Linked DNA regions of Hordeum vulgare: region 2 is linked to region 1. Evidence: chromatin contacts called from public Hi-C data. All regions are on one chromosome and are shown on one strand. Each heading gives the region's core, a stretch centred on a gene start, on an enhancer-like site or on the middle of the called end of the contact. The rest is flanking DNA. Distances are from core to core; before and after follow the strand shown.

The links. A called contact is a pair of places that touch in the nucleus more often than the background predicts.
Region 2: a contact with region 1 is called in a Hi-C map of leaf, with 3 times the contacts expected there. The contact joins the promoter of LOC123449246 here to the enhancer-like site in region 1. A contact is called at or near these places in 2 of 6 Hi-C or Micro-C datasets (leaf and seedling).

What each region holds. Positions count from the first base shown.
Region 1 is chr4H:520,173,106-520,178,652 of MorexV3_pseudomolecules_assembly, forward strand. LOC123449242 (inositol-tetrakisphosphate 1-kinase 2) reads left to right here. Exons shown (of 10, transcript XM_045126385.1): 10 at 556-1,019. The coding sequence ends at 650. Among protein-coding and RNA genes, the nearest start is that of LOC123449242, 8.7 kb to the left of the region's middle. Within about 2 kb of position 2,161, at least 2 of the 3 cell types and tissues checked have open chromatin away from gene starts, as enhancers often do. A contact at or near this core is called in leaf, where this site is marked.
Region 2 is chr4H:521,171,544-521,177,090 of MorexV3_pseudomolecules_assembly, forward strand. It overlaps LOC123449246 (transcription factor bHLH76-like), which reads right to left and starts at 3,404. Exons shown (of 10, transcript XM_045126390.1): 1 at 3,263-3,404; 2 at 1,188-1,362; 3 at 970-1,073; 4 at 722-868; 5 at 568-633; 6 at 376-444; 7 at 215-277; 8 at 1-138. The coding sequence starts at 1,362.

The sequences.
Region 1 (5,547 bases), core at 911-3,410:
TGTGTAGTTATTTTATCTGTCACATGGCTTTGCATTTCTTTTCTTCTGTCTATGTGTTCATGAAGAACTTGCTGGGCTGAAAATTTTATCCCAGCTGAGGGGAAAAGGAATGTATCGTCGCGGCATGTCTCTGCCCGTCTAGGCCAATTTAACACTGTTCAAGTAGGGGTATCTTCTCTACTACCCAAGGTTGGCTTGGCTGGGGCATGAGTAGTCTTGCTAATTGTTTGTTATTCATCCGGGTGCAGATTGTTCTTAACCATTACAGGTAACTTCATCCCAGGTGAAGATTGTTAGGAATATGACATGTAAATCATGGAAGACATTTTGTGATGTGTAGTTTCAGTGATGCTGTCAGATCAGTTTCTACGGAGACAGCAATACATGCTAGCACAGAAGTTGCTTTTGTTTTGTTTGGTTAAATGGGCAAGTCTTGCATGTAAAATTACAGCAAAAACTTCATGGGCTTGACTCGGCGATTTCACAGCATGGTAATTTCCTTGCAGTAGCAGTTCGACCGCCTACGAAGTAATACTGTTTCCATTTTATCTGCAGGATATGGGAAAATGCCTGGTTATGAGCACATATTCACCGATTTCTTGCAAAGTCTTGGGCAAAACAAATACCAAAGGTGCTTGAGCGGAGGCTGAAGCGCCGGGAAGTTTGTGAAAGAGTAAACGGCTAGAGGAGATACATCGGCGGTAGACATACTTCTGCACCAATGAACATATCTCGGATACATAAGCTGGAGCCCAAGGCTTTAAGAAGTCCCAAACTGGCATTACATGTCTTGTCAGAAGTGGCGCCACATACACAGGATCAGGAGTAGGGGGGGAGGGGGGCAAAAACAAGAAAAACTCGAATGGCCTTGTGCCGATCTTGTATAAATCAGGGTTGTTATGACAGTTTGGTCACCTTCCTCTCGTTGATCTCAAATGTTTTCATCAAACAGAATTATCACCATTAACCTATTTACTGTATGTATAATAATGATCAGTTAAATTAGAAACATTACATCACGGTAAGCAACATTCGGAATAAGACAGCATAGCCTGCTTTCAGTTGTAGTTTAACATTACAGAGAACTAAATACTCTTGTAGTGGGGATCCCGGAGCCTCTTTGGTTTGCAGGATTGTAAAATGAAGGAATGGAAAAAGAATATATAGGATTATCGGTTTGCAGGATTGTAAAATGATACTTTTTGAAGAATAGTGCTTTATTACTTTAAAAATCTATGCATCACATCCGACATCTACATAACTAAGATGCACACGGCCAAATAAGATTCTTACACACAAGAAAAAGTGAAATACATCAAGACTAGTCCACGCCTAAAGCAGAGGGGGCCCAACTCTATCATGTTACCATTCACATTGGGTAAAAGTATTTTTCATCGAAGCCTTTAATCGTGTACACACCTTCGTAAACAGGTCTCGATTCTTCACAAGAAAATATAGGATTATTGGTGAGGACACTGATACCATGGATACAACCACAACTATCACTATTCGGCACGTAGGGCGTCGCCGAGTAACCATGCGTGTACCTCCCCCCCCCCCCCCCCCCCCCGCCTCCTCCCCCTGCACGCTGGGTGTCGTATGGGCCGGCCCATTTTACGTTGCTTTCCTTTCTTTTTTTCCTTTTTAAGTTTGATTTTTTTTCTCTTCTCCATTTTTTCTATTTTGTGAATTTTCTTTTCAAATTCGTGAAAATAAAACTGTTCGTCCAATTCAAAAAATCTTCATCAATTCAAAACATGTTTATCGAATTGATTTATTATTCATCAGGATTTCAAAAACGTTCATCAATTTCAAAAAAAATCATCGAATTAAAATATATTCATCAAATTCGCAATTCATTGTTTTCTAAAAATGCTCTTCAAATTCGAATTTTTTTCATAATTTTCAAAAAAAGTTCATCAACTTCAAAATGTGTCCATTCATTTTTTCAGAAAAATTTTCTTGAATACAAAATTTGTTCAAGTTCAAAATATGTTCATCCAATTCAAAAATTGTAAATCAAACACACAAGGGCTGGATGCGCACTGGCTTCTGGACACATACTGCATTTTTTGTTTTTTTGAGAAATCTGGACACATACTGCATGACATAGGAGGTCCGGGCGGGGAGCTCCCATTCACCAGGGCTGGATGTCGCTTGTACCGATTCCTAAAAGGAATAGCAATATCTAGTGGCCCGGACCAGTAGCAAGGTACCTATGCTGCGCACAGCAGGTATGTTTTTTATTTTTTTATTTCTTCCCCTATTTTGGTTTCCTTTTATTCCTTCATTTTGCTTTGCTTTTGAAAAACATAAATAAAAGCTTTACAAAAAATATATTCCTTCAGTATATGAAAATTGTAGAACATGCATTAAATAAAAGAGGACATCATCAACCATATATTTTTAAAAAGTTGATTACGTATTTAAACATGTACACATGTATTAAAAATATTTCTAATAAAAAAATTGAAATTTGAGGATGAAAAATGTTCACTGCCATTGAAAATTGCTCACTCTGTTTGAAAAATGTTCACAATGTGCTAAACAATATTGATCTTGTATTTCCAAAATATTAAACATGTATTATAAAATATACTCCCTCCGTCCTAAAATAAGTGTCTCAACTTTATACTAGCTCTAGTACAAATTTGTATTAAGCTTGAGACAGTTATTTTGGGACGGAGGGAGTATATAATACATAAAAATATAAAATGTGTATGGGAGAAATTAGACAAAAAAAATAAGTTTCCAAAAACAATGAAAGTTAACAAAATGTAACAAATAATCCAATAAAAACCGAAAAAGCTAAAGCAAAAAAGAAAATAAAAACAGAATAAAACCAGTGCAAAAGAGTGAAAACATAGAAAGAATGAAAGAAACAAAGTAAGCGGATGAAAACCTAGGAAAAAAGGAAGGAAAAAGAAAAAAGGCTGTGAAATTAAGGAAAGAGATAAAGAAAGGAGAAAAAAACAGTGAAAACATAAGAGAAACGAAGAAACCACGAAAAGGAAAAAAACAGAAAACCAAAAAAAAACCGGTGAACAAACAGAGAAAACCAAAAGAAAAACAATCCGAACAAAATGAGTGAATAAAGCACGATAATGGGCCAGCTGGAAACTGGAGCGCATAGACAAAAGCTTGGAACGAGACAGTGGTAATCTCGCTATAAGCAACATATAGCTCTCATTGGGAAAATGCTATTCGCCGCGAGTTGCGGCAAATTGCCAGGGTTCGCACAGAGAAAGGACGTGTGAGGGATGATCTGGCCGGCCATTAAGGTTGTGGGGATCCCGCTTTTGGGAACTTTCTCAGCCGCCTTTTCCGGTTTTGGAAACTTTCTGGAAGATTTTTTGAACCGTTTTTTCGTTTTATTTTTTATATTATTTTCTGTTTATTTTTTCTATTTCTGTTTCAAAACTGTTTTGGGTTTTAAAAAAAAGTTACAGAATCTAATTTTTTTTCCGACTTTGAAAAATGTTCCGGCATTTTTATAAAAATGGTTCGCTTTTCAAAAAAATGTTTGGGAATTTCAAAAAATATTCGCATTTCCAACTTTATTTCTGGAATTTAAAAAATGTTCCCGTCTCAAAACTATTCATCATTATTTGCAAAAACTACTTCGGTTTTTGAAATTTCAATATGGGAACATTTTTTCAAAATTTAAAATTCTTTCAAAGGAGGTGAACAAGATTTGAAATTCTAAACTTCTTTGAAATTTCAAACAAAATTCGGAAACTGAATTTTTTTACAAGTTTCTGAACATTTGTTCAAAAAAGAAAAATAAACTGGAAAAAGGAAAAAAACAGAAAATAAAATAAAAATAAAAGAAACAAATAAACACAAAAAGTAAAGTAAAAGGAAAAAAAGTGATCCTGTGTTCGAGCTTAAACAGTTGCCTGATACTCTTAAGTATGTCTATCTTGATGAGCAACAGATATATCCTGTCATTATTAGTGCTCTCATCTCAGAGCACGAAGAGAAGAAGTTACTAAAAACTCTAAGGAAGCACCGTGCTGCAATTGGATATACTCTTGATGATCTTAAGGGTATTAGTCCTACTCTATGTGAGCACAAGATTAAAACCAATCCTGACTTCAAACCAGTTCCTGATCATCAAAGGAGATTAAATCCTAAGATGAAAGAGGTCGTTAGAAAAGAAATATTAAAGATTCTGAAAGCAGGAATCATTTATCCTGTTGCTCATAGTGATTGGGTAAGTCCAGTACATTGCGTACCTAAGAAGGGAGGTATCACCCTCGTTCCTAATGATAAGGATGAACTAATCCCACAAAGGATTATTACCAGCTATAGAATGGTGATAGACTTCCGGAAACTGAACAAGGCAACCAGGAAAGATCATTATCCTTTGCCGTTCATCGACCAAATGCTAGAAAGGCTATCAAAACACACACACTTCTGCTTTCTAGACGGTTATTCAGGTTTCTCTCAAATACCTGTTGCGCAATCTGATCAGGAGAAAACCAGTTTCACCTGCCCCTTCGGTACCTTTGCTTATAGACGTATGCCTTTTGGCTTATGATAAAAAAACGGTTCGAAAAGGAAGGTTCCCAAAACCAAAGAATACCGGGAGCACATAGTCGGCGACTTAAGCGTCGGCTAAGAGAACCAGCGCCCACACGCATATAAAACGGGTCGGCCCTGTTTCAGGACTGAAATTTCTATCAAAAACGAAAAAAGCAACAAAAAAAGTGAACACAAAAAGTTCATAAAAGCAAAAAAATGGTTCATAAATTAGTTCATGAATTCTAAAAAAATTACTGTGTTCTAATTTTTTTTACTGTGTTCTAAAAAAAAGTTCACCAACGTTAAAAGAAAATATAACAAATTCTAAAAAATTTACTGTGTTCTAAAAAAAGTTCATGGATTTTGGAAACTAGTTCATGAATTTTTGGAAAAAAGTTTTATTAGGTTCGTTGAACTGAAAAAAAGTTCGTAATTTTCAAGAAAACTTCATCAAAGCTCCAAAAAGTTAAGTAAAATTTGAAAACAGTTCATCAATTTTAAAAAGTTCATAGAATTTTAATTAGAAAATTTGTTAATTATTAAAAAGGCTTCAGTGATTTGAATAAAGTTTCTTCGTTTGAAAAAAAGTTAATCAGAAAAAGGTTTCGTTATTCGATTTTTTTTAAAATTTACATAAAAATAAAATGGAAATGAATCGGTAATAAAAAGAGTAAAAAAAGAAACAAAAAAAAGTAAAAATAGAAAAAACCAAAGAAAAATCAATCCTGAAAAAACCTAAATGAAAAAACCCATCTAGAAAGCTTCTAGAAGCTTCACAAAACCGAAAAAATCTCATTTTCACTGGGCCGGATTTGCTTCCGCGAGAGACATGCCAATGTGCCTTGGAAACGGGAAAAAGAAACGTGTATTTTTTGTTCTGTCGCCAGAGACATGATTTTGTTTCATGAGAGGCACAATCGTGTCTTTTGAAAACGAAAAAAACTTGTTATCTTTTTTTCCCTTCCACGGAAGGCATGGTTTTTCGTCTGGTTTTTTGTGAATTTTTTTGTTAAAACCTAT
Region 2 (5,547 bases), core at 2,154-4,653, 1.0 Mb after region 1:
GATGATCCCGTTCCCGTATAGCTCTGGACGCGAGAGGCCCGGCTGCGACGCCCTGAACATGCTGCCGTTAGGATGAACGTTGCCCAATCGCTGGCCGTATCCCGGAAACGCAGAGCGCGCGTCCTGCGGGCAAAGGATCTGCGAGGAATGAAGTGATTTTAACAGTGTATAAACACATGTGTCTTCTTCGTTGTTCAGACTCGATTGATCTTACATCTTGGAGGTCGAGGTCGCAGTTCAGCTCGGGGCTGACTGCAGAGAGCTTCATTGAGAGGAACTGCAGAAACCAGAATGGAAACAGGCACCTGAAGCTTTCAGCCATTGCTGGCCAGGAGCAAGTGATCTTTGAGGAATCTGTTGTTTCAGTATACTTACCTCGACCTGCCGCTGCAGAGACTGCACATAGTTTATGATCTCGTCGAGCATCATTGCCTTGCCTGTAATCTGCGTTGCCATAGGCAACCACATCGGTTAGAGTAAGCAAATCCATAACCATATTACAGTGAGCAAATTTCTGAAAAATTTACGGCCGAAGAGCAAATTTCCACTTGTTGATGACGCTGATACCTTGTTGCAACCTGGGACGAGGTCTTGCAGATGCTTCATCCTCTCATTGATCTTCTCCCTCCGAAACTGCGTTTCAGACGGACAAGATACTACTGTGAGCAAGAATGTCACAAAGTGCAGCGCTGTGAATTACGTTGATCGAGAGGCTAGTCACCCTTTCTGCAAGGCTGTGGTTGTTGGTCGCCTGGCCGCGCTTTGCCCGGATATGCACGTAGTCCTCTCTGTTGCTAGCAGCATCGCCTTCCTTCTCACCGGCGCGCTCCATGCTGGCCTCTCTCCGAGACATGGCCCCAGTTTCCTCCTGCGGTGATACATACACGACGATGAGATGAGATGAGATGCAGTCCAAAATGACGAGACTAGCAAGAACAGGGACAGAAAGAGGCTCCATAATTTCATTACTTGCGAATGCATTGTCGAACTGCCCTCGCCCGAGCCCTTCCGTTTACCTCCCTTCAAACCCTTCTCCATGCTCATATTTCTACTCAGCTCGGTACCACTACCACCTGGAGAGAGTTGGGAAACAGGGAAATGCCAGCAGTGAGAAGAACCTTCACATATGAATGAACAAGTACCTTCGCCATGCTTCAGCATGAGAAGTGAGGAGAATATTTTTTTACCAGCAGTATGGTTATAGAACTGAACTCCATCTTGCATCCCTGCATTGTGCATAGGAAAAAGGACGTGCTCGTCGAAGTCCATGGCATGGTCTAGCAAAGCAAGCGGGTTGGCGGCTCCGGACGCGAAGCTCCGCTCGCCGTTGCTTCCAGGGGCAGTGCAGGGAGGGGAATACATCTGCCAAGAAAAACAATGATCACTCCTATGACCTCGACCATCTTGCCAACAACATCCCACAAACACACAAAGCCATCAACCAAACCTTGTGCTTGATTTGATTGATACCTGATCAGATCTCAGTGTGATGTTGCACCCATTCTAAATTGCGAGGTTTGGCCAGTGGTAGTGGTGAAGGGGCTTGCTTTACTTAAAGGCTGGAGAATGCGGAGGAGCAGATCGGGGTGGAGCTGGCAGTCAATATCTTGCAAGGCTCAACAAGGAACAACTAACTCTTGCAGCCTTACATAAAGATTGCCCTCCAAAGTGAAAAAGTTAAGTGAGGCTAATGCAACGGACAGACGCAAGGGCAAACATGGAGACCACAGTAGTACATGGAATAGAATTGTCGGTACTGCTATGCTAACAACCGTGTACCAGCTGGATCACATCCGGAGATCAGAATATATAAAGGGTTCTGAATTCAGATCAGCTGGAGATTTACAGTTGGTGGTACTGCGGAAATCGAAAACCGGCCCAAGGATCAGATGCTACTGTCATCCACGTACTCTATGGGCCAGCCCGGAATAAGGTTAATGGCGCTAATCAATAAATGAGCCAGATCTATCTATGTTTAAACCCTACCAAAAATTGAACCTATGCCCCACCTTCACCAAGATTTCTGAGAATCCCATACAAGTTTTCAGTTTATGGCCTTTTCTTATCTTTTGCACAAAGTTCAGTTTATGTCATGGACCTGTGGAGCTATTTTAGAATAACTCCACTGGGAGACTTATGATAATAGTACCTTTTTTTAAACACAAATGAAATCATGTTAGTCCCGCCGACCACAAACATGAGATACATTATTATATGTGCAGTCATTGTTTTAAAACTTTCATCACCAGCATTAGATTTTGCATTACCAAGATGCCCAGACTGATTCAAGTCTTCTTTTCTCCCATCACAATCTATACTGGTCTATACACAAATCATGTGTTCGATATGAAAACTCCGGAAGTGCGTTCATCGGGGCGGATGCAAACTATGCGAGTGTATAGCTGACACTGAAAAAACTAGCTACCACAGAATCAGATCCAGACAACAGGAAAGAGAGCAACATCTCCTGCATGTTCTCGAACAGAAATACAAACTATGGAAGAAATTTAGGGTCTGTGATCGAGTGCCAAAAAGCCAGAAAATTAGCCGGTTGTTACTAGTGGAAAAGGGGAGGCTTCCTCATCACCATATACAGTGAGTACTGAGCATTGCCCCTACCCCCATCCGAATTTGATGTGGGAACAATGAATGATATGAAGAGAAACGCTGGATTTACACCAGCTGCAGGACCCTTGAGACTCAGCTGTCACCAGTGCAGAACAACCTTAAGAAGAACGGCAATCCAAATTGAGAAGCCGGAATCAGCCAAGGTGCCAGGACAAGGGGCCCCGAGGCGTTAAAAGTTCCACCCTTTCATTGAGCGTGTAGATCGAGGGGGATATCATGAGTCAAAAACACTAGGAGGATGCAGCCCCGAAATCGTCCAGGGAGAGGAGAAAGCTGATGCCACTTATTAGTACTGGGCTAATAATGCTCTCGTACTGTAATTTCTCGAGAGCGATAAACAAATCCCCACGTACTGTTGAAACACGCAGCGGACACTCATGGGAGCAGGAAGAAAACATTCGACCGAAATGTACTCACGTTGAAAAAAACACGGTTGGCACTCATGGAAGGAGGGGAAAATGATGCAAGCAGCTCACCCCCCCCCCCCCCCCCCCTCCCGAGAAAGTATTCTAGTAGTACCAAAATGTGCCGCTGGTATTCCAAAAAGCTGAAACGCAAGACTATTTGCCAGCGGAGAGGATGCCACAGCAGCATACGCAGAGCATCAATGGAGGTGAAGAAACGTTGTTGTTACCAGCAAGGAGGTGAGAGCCGCTGCTGCGGCGGCGGCTTCCGCTGCTCCTCCTCTTCTTTTGATCGCTAGCGAGCGCTGCCTGCGGTCACTCTCACGGTCTCACCAGCCTATGGTATAGTGAACAGTGTTCACCATGCGGTGGTAGTAGTAGTGTCGGCGTGCGGACATGTGGCCGGCTAGGAGGGAAGATAATAAAAGGAGAGAAGGGGCGCCACCACCAACTGTTTCTTCACTTCACAGCGCCCTTGTTTTACGACGTTCCGCTGCAGTATAAGCAATAGTAGAAGTAGTGCCCTTTTCTTTCTCTACAAGGCCAGTTGCATAATCAGCAGAATTTGGTTAGCCCCCCGCATTCTGTGAAAGGGGGCCCCTCCCCAACGAGCACTATACACGTACGATGCAACAATGGTATGGAGCACCGGCAAAGCTGAAAGGGGGTGGTGTCCAGGTGTCCATGTATACTAGCTTGCAAGCACCTCCCTTGAAGTCATCTTGGAATCAATCTGGTGTGTGTGTGTGTGTTCATTGGCTGCCACCTTTCTACTGCTGCTGTTGTTTGGGTTGTTGGGCGGCAACAGCAGATGTGTGGACTGGGTGGCCGTGGAATAATACAGTCAAAAAGTTGAAGGCCTGCGGGCGCAGGGCAGGGCATCCTGGCAGGGGCGTGTATTTGGCAGCGAATTGGATTCTTGTTCTCACTCTCCGGAATCCTGTAGAGGCTCGCTGTCGCTTGTGCGGTACACATCCAGCTTTCATGCCACTCTTCTTCCCAAGATAACTCATGATGGATACGGAAAACTAATCGGACGCGGATGCGGATTTTTCTTTGAATCGTGCAGCCAAACACAGACAAAGAAAATGACAGCACTTCAGGTTTTTTGTGCCAGTTTCAGCAACGCATTCGTGAGAACCAAAGGGTTAGGTTAGGATTTAGCACTGGAACAAATTTAACTTGTGCAGTCCCCCAGTCCCAGGCACAGAAGATATCACAGCAACAAAAAAGTAGAGTCCTGGCAGTAAAACACCGCAATGCCTTGCCCCAGCTGGTTTTGTAAACTATTTCTTCCCATGACCTCCCTCCCCCCACATTCTTTTCAGTGCACCAAACCACAAGCAAAGAGAGCAGAAAGATGGAGCCTTTCTCGGGCACCGGGACTGATCCGTACGGCTGTCATTTGAGTACTACGACCAGCAACGGTGGTTTACAGGCCCAGTGCCAAAAGGGTAGTAGGAGTAAATCTCATGACAGATATTTCATGGTTTAAAAATGTTACCATCAAGATGAACCAGGCCAATCGTCAACACAACATGTGTGGGCAAAGCCGGGAAGATGCACGCCTACACCAGAAAGGTTATCTTTCTCCCCCCCTGTGGTCAATGAAAAGCTCGCTTAGAAAACCAGAGCAATCTTTGGTCCCTGCGATGCGGGAGGAGCAACAGCTCCATGCTTCACTCGATCCATCATAGGCCACGGGAAAAGAAGATAGATTACCGAGATGCTTTACAGGTCTAAGCAAATGATGATTGGCGCACATCAAGCATCAGAGTTTCATATGACTTGCACAAAATAACCATCCAACTTTCGACTGCTGGTGGAACTCAGGAAATACCTCAAAAATTCAGACAAATGAACACTCTACTGGGTGAGCTCAAGTGGAGGTTCTCACCCTGTTCATGGCTCAAGGTAACTGTTTGGATTCCACAACCTGTAATACCGTCAACCAAGACAAAAAAAAGCTCTTGCTATTCATATCATCACCGGCTTAAGGCCCTCTATGCATTTTCGCTTCCATATATCATCCTCAAGAAATTAAACCACTCAAATATGCCTTGCATCTGTGGTGTATATAGGAATGCAGGCAGACGGCGTCTACGACCATCCTCGACGGCCAAAAATGAACTAATGACCTATTGCTTTAATAATTGTGCTGTTCTAATTATGCTCTTGCAGAACTAATGACCTATTGCTTTAATAATTGTGTTGTCTTAATTATGCTCTTGCGGACGTATGCATACGCCGTCTGCCTGCATCCGCCTCCCTTATTATAACTGATGATCAGCTGGCTCATCTGGAAGCATTTTATCAGATTCAATTCAGTGAAATGATATGATAGCTAACTCTACTCCAAACTATTAAGCTCCAAATTCTAAAATACTTCAGGTGATAGAATCATGCAGAAAGGCATCACAGAACCAAACATTACTTGTAGTTCCACAAAGACAAATGAAGAGCAGTTGGATAAAAAAAAACAGGTCATATACTCCAGTTCTCCCCAACTACAATT